2 separate regions of the Mus musculus genome follow, and region 2 is linked to region 1. Evidence: chromatin contacts called from public ChIA-PET data. All regions are on one chromosome and are shown on one strand. The core of a region is the stretch at or near the end of the contact, and the rest is flanking DNA. Distances in the headings are between cores, read along the strand shown.

Region 1 (2,700 bases), core at 169-2,668:
CGCACATTTTACCCGGTGGGCATCTTCACTGCCCTAACTGCCTATGTGTTGCTTACTTAGCGGAGTTGGCTGGGAACTGGAAGGAACGGCTGGTTCTGGAACTCAGTGTCACTGGGTTTTACAAAAAGCAAACTAAGAAGACTTAATTCAGATAAAGGCGCCCCCCAGTGTCTCTGCAAGTCAGAGGAGGGTCTTTTTAGCTACAGCAGACGTCATCATGAATTCATGCAAAGTCAGCCACAGTGCCTTGGCAAGGAGACTGGGCTGTTAGGCATGCTATTTTTATTTATTTATTTGTTTGTTTGTTTGTGTTTCCAGACACCACCAACTGGCTAGGTTTTTTTTTTTTTCCCCTTTTGGGGTAGGGATGGAACCCGGAGTCTTGGGTATCTAGCTATGATGTTTACCTAGGTGCATCAACCACAGGCACCACTTAAAATAAGCCCAGAGGGGGGCTACAGAGATGGCTCAGCGGTTAAGAGCACTGACTGCTCTTCTAAAGGTCCTGAGTTCAATTCCCAGCAACCACATGGTGGCTCACAACCATCCATAATGAGATCTGATGCCCTCTTCACAATGTACTTACAAATAATAATAAATAAATCTTAAAAAAAAAAAAAGCCCAGAGGATGCCAGCGACTCAGCTCCCACAACCTCCGGTAAGGACCCCATCTAATTCTAAAGACCTGTCTCCCCCGCTACATAAAAGGGTTGCTACATAAAAGGGTTGCTATAGGGCTGGAGAGATAGGTGGCTAACAGTTAAGAACACTTGAAGAGGATCTACCTCACAACTGCCTGAAACTCCTACACCAGGCAGGCAACGCCAGCACTGGACTCCGTGGATGCCTGAACTCAAAACACCAAGGCAAGAAAACCCAAGCTATAAGACTAGTGAAGATGGAGCTGAGCGGTAGAAGTTTGCTTCAATCCCCAGGACTACACTAAACAAGCCCACACCAGCCTCTTGTCCACAGAACCACACTCAGTTTAGAGCTGCGGGAAAGGAACCAGACAGCACTTGTGCTTGTCTGTTTTCGGCTCAGACTTCATTTACTCTGACTTCCCCAGTAAACTCCATAAGGGCAGGGACTTGTGCATTCTCACTGTATTCTCAGCTTTCGGTCTTGCACGCAGCAGCAGGTTAACAAAAGTTAGCGTAGGGAAAAAGGGGTGACTGTAGGAAGGGAACAGAAAGCCTAGAAAAGAAAGGAAGCGAGGCCTGTATTCCCTGCCGAGACCGAGCTCCTGGGAAACTACAACTCCCAACATGCCTCGGACCCAGCGCAGCCGTGCCCGGCCCTTGTGGGCCTTGCGTGCCTAGAGAGCGCATGCGGGACGCGGCGCCCGCTGGGACTTGTGGTTCCTGCCGCGGTGTGTAGGGGGTGGGGCCGGCATGGAGGCGGGCGGGGGCCGGGGGCGGGCGCGGCCCCTCCCCCGTCACTTCCTGCCAGGCTGCGGGCCCCGAGCCGCTCTTCAGCGTTTGCGCTGGCTGTCGTCGCGTCTGTGTGCGCTCCCCCTTCTTCTGAGCCCCGGCCTGGCGGCGCCCGCCTTCGCCTCCGCCACTCCGCCTCTTCCCTCCTCTGGTCGGTCCCTTTTTCCTCGCCGTCTTCACTTGCTTCTTCACCTCCTCGCCGCCGCCCAAGACCGCCGGCCCCGGGACGAGCTCTGGGGAAGCAGCCAGGTAAGGCGGCCGGTCCGGGCCGGGTCGGAGCGGGTCGCGGAAGGACCCACGCAGGCACGGCGTCAGCGGGAGGTGGGCGGCGGGTGGGCTAGGCCTTGCGGGCGCGCGAGCCGCGGCCCAGGCCCGTCTCCGCCTGCGGGGCCTTCCCGGAGGAGGCGGGCCCTCCGCGCCGCTCGTGGGCCCTGTGCCGGAGTTAACGCGGGGGGCGCGGGCGGGCAGGGGCAGCGTCGGTCCGGAGGCCCCCCGGGTTTCGGTGCTATGCACAGTGTCGCGGCCAGTGCCGAGCCGCGGGATGAGGTGCCAATTCCCGGCTCGGCCCCCTTCGTCAGTCACTTCGTATTCTTTGTGTCTCTGTTATGAGGGGGAGAAGGAGGGGGAATAGTATTAATCCTGTCCCAACCCGGTCCCTGCCTCTTCAGGCTGTGAAGTTGTGCAGTGAAATGGGGCGTGTAAAGTGCTTATCAGTGTGCCAGACCCACGTCGTGTCCCAATAAGCCGTTTGCATAATTTATTAAGATGATATGAAGGTATAATTTAGGGTGCAGACGGAACATAAGTTGACCTTCCTTTCCACTAGGGTTTTCTCCGAGGCAGAAGAATCCCGCGTGCCCACTGGCAGTGCCTGAGCATTGTGCTCGCTTGGCACCAGAGAGGGGCGGGCGCTTAATGGGGACACTGTAGCAGACAGGGTATGGATGTAAAGCCATCATCATGTCTGTGAAACCAGCTGTAGGGACTTCACCGGCTCCCCTAGGCTCCGCACCCTGTCCCATGTCTCCCTGCCACCATCCAGAACCTTATTGCCATTCCTTTTTATGAGAAAGTTGCTGGCATAAGCTTCTCTTGGGTTTAGCAGACCTTTTTGGAGCCTTCTTGTGTGTCAGGCTCTGGAGGTGGAGTATGCAAAGATTCGAAAACCGTGGTTTCCTGGTTCGCATCTGTAGCTCTTAACTTTCTTTAGCTGAGGCCCTCCCTAGTTATCAGTTTCTCTTAAGCTCTGGCCTCACCTCCCTACTT
Region 2 (2,700 bases), core at 126-2,625, 370 kb before region 1:
ACCCTTAAACTTTATTTTATTTTTTTAATTTTCAGAAGCTAAGTTCTCCAGGTAGCCCTTGATTTATGATCCTCCTGCCTAACACTTCCTGGGTGCTGGGATCACAGACATGCACCACCAAGCGCATTATGGGGTGCTAGGACCAAGTCCGGAACTTTCTACAGGCTAGGCAAGCAAGCCGCTAATTTCTTGATAAAGGGAAGTCAAACACACACACACACACACACACACACACACACACACACACACACACACACACACACGCCGGCCAGAGAGAGGAAGTCCCAGTTCCTGCCCGCATCTCACGCTGACTTGCTGTGCCCAGGAGTAGCATCACCTTGGGGCCTCCCCACTTCTCTACCTCTCATTGGCTCAGAGACTCAACGGCCCTCCCCTCCCCGGGGCTTGAATGTTCCTGTGAATCTCTTCATGTGCCCCGGAAACCCACAGAGCTTCTTCCAATCTGTTAAAGGAAGGATTCTGCAAGGACTAGGATCGAGGCACTTCTATGACCAGCCAGCAGAGATTCCATGCTCAGTATGTGGCCTAGGCTAAAGCACACCAAGTTACACTCAGACATTTTGGGCTAACCTCTGGTGTTTAGTGAGCACTCACTATAGCCTGGAGCCCCTTTGCTCAGATGTCCGCTTTGTAGTCCTCATCAGAGGTCAGAACAGTTAGAACCTCTCCAGGTGAAATCTCGAAGTTGCCAACAGGGTCCAGGAAACCCTGGGTCTTAACTGCTGTGTCTGAGCATCTGCTGTAAAAGTAAAGATGGCGCGTGGAGCAGAAGAAATCAAGGCTCTGCCGATCGCGAGGGGGGTTGACAGAGGCTGTGTGGGCCTCTTCTGCCTCTACCGGCCTCCCAGGAAATGGGAGAGGATTTCAATCAGACAGCGGACGGGCTGGTCCACGTGCGTCCCCCACCCCACCCCCGCTACCCCCACCACGTGGAGAAGTTCAAGTGGTCGGACCTGGTTCTTCCCTCTGCCTTCACACTGCTGTCTTCTTTGGAGTCCTGTGTCGTCAGTCCACCATATCCCTCGGCCCCACCCCCTCTTGGAGAGAAACTTCTGCCAGGGCGCACCTGTAGGGTGAGTGCGTGGGTGTGAGAGGTGGACGAGGAAGGGAGGTTTCTAGAGGAAATATTTCACAGAGAGAGAGAGAGAGAGAGAGAGAGAGAGAGAGAGAGAGAGAGAGAGAGAGAGAGAGAGAGAATGTGCGTGTGTGTGTGTGTGTGTGTGTGTGTGTGTGTGTGTGTGTGTGTGTGTGTGTGTAAGCACTACTCCTTTAGTGACCTAAAGGAAACCAGCGTGTGGTTATGCTGATAATGCCCAGCAGCGAAACCTCAGAGGATTGAATGGCAAGCCCTGGTTGGTTCCTGCAGACCCAGGCAGGATGCCTGAGTTCTCTCTTGAGGGCAATGGGGCACTATGGGAGAGTTTGGAGGGAAACGTGCGAATGCAATTTCCTGACATCCGATTTTGCTGTAATAAACACCGGCTTGATTGCCATGGCCTGTCCAGCCTGCTTTCTTCTATTTGTCTTTCTCTCTCTCTTACTTTCTTTCAGTTTTATTTCTTTTCTTTTCTTTCTTTCTTTCTTTCTTTCTTTCTTTTTTTTTTTTTTTTTTTTTGAGCCAGGGACACACTAGGCAAGTACCCCACCAGCTGAGCCACACCCCCAAGCCCAGGATTTGGATTTTATTCTGAATAAAGCTGAAGAGGAGTCACGGGGGTGAGGGGGTGGGGATGGGGGTGGGAGTGGGGGGGGGGGCCAGCACACTGAAGTCTTAGCAATCAGGGTAGGAGGCTGAGGCCCAGGGACTGTCTTCCCAGACAAGCAACGGCCATCTTAGACATCTTAGACAGCCCAGCTGTGCCTGCTTGCAAAGGATGTCCCATCTGGGCTGGTTGGCAGTTTGTGTCCTCTCATGGAAGTTTAGGAAGGGTCATGACAGCCACACTTAAAGTTCCCAGCCACTCCCTGCTACCTGCTGACAGCTCTGGACTAATTGCACATGGCCTCTCTGAAGGGCTGGAGTATATAGCCACAGAAGATGAAAGCTTAGGCCCACTGGGTTTAGGTGTGGCCTATTGTGTTTTTTTTTTTTCTTTTAAGGATTTATTTATTTTACTTATATGAATACACTGTAGCTGTCTTCAGACACACCGGAAGAGGGCTTCAGATCCCATTACAGATGGTTATGAGCCACCATGTGATTGCTAGGAATTGAACTCAGGACCTCTGGAAGAGCAGTCAGTGCTCTCAACAACTGAGCCATCTCTCTAGCCCTCACTTAAGCTCTTTAAGGAACCCCAATAATCACATTGGTCCCAGGGTGAACTTGGTGGCATTGTGCCTCGCTTTGCTGCTAGGACCTTAGGAGAAGAAGCCAGTGTTGACTCTCCCCCCCTGGGAAGGGATTTAAACAAGCCTGACGGAACTAATTACACCCCCTGATTCTAGCGCTGCAGAGGCACAGAGAGGACGATCCTTGGGGCTCACCAGCCTAATCAGGGAGCCTCAAATCCCAGTGAGACCAGAGAGAGAGACCCTGCCTCAAAATCAATAAATTAATTAAAAAAGCACATCTGCATTAAACCCTCCTCACAGAAATGTGTTGTGCACATGACTGCAAGGGTCACTGAGTAGACTGAGGGAGTATGCATGGTGAGCTTGCTGCTGTGCCTGGCACGG

Evidence for each region. ChIA-PET counts read pairs in DNA pulled down with a chosen protein or histone mark.
Region 2: a contact with region 1 is called in an RNA polymerase II ChIA-PET map of memory CD8 T cells, with 40 read pairs. The contact joins the enhancer-like site here to the promoter of Stau1 in region 1. A contact is called at or near these places in 6 of 39 promoter capture datasets (fetal liver, hippocampal neurons, liver and 2 more) and 2 of 115 datasets of contacts at active chromatin or transcription factors (memory CD8 T cells and pancreatic cancer cells).

The regions. Positions count from the first base shown.
Region 1 is chr2:166,995,017-166,997,716 of GRCm38.p6, reverse strand. It overlaps Stau1 (staufen double-stranded RNA binding protein 1), which reads left to right and starts at 1,418. Exons shown (of 12, transcript NM_001109906.2): 1 at 1,418-1,683.
Region 2 is chr2:167,366,201-167,368,900 of GRCm38.p6, reverse strand. No RefSeq gene overlaps it. Among named protein-coding and RNA genes, the nearest start is that of B4galt5, 18 kb to the right of the region's middle. Within about 2 kb of position 1,375, at least 123 of the 459 cell types and tissues checked have an H3K27ac peak or open chromatin away from gene starts, as enhancers often do. A contact at or near this core is called in memory CD8 T cells and pre-B cells, where this site is marked.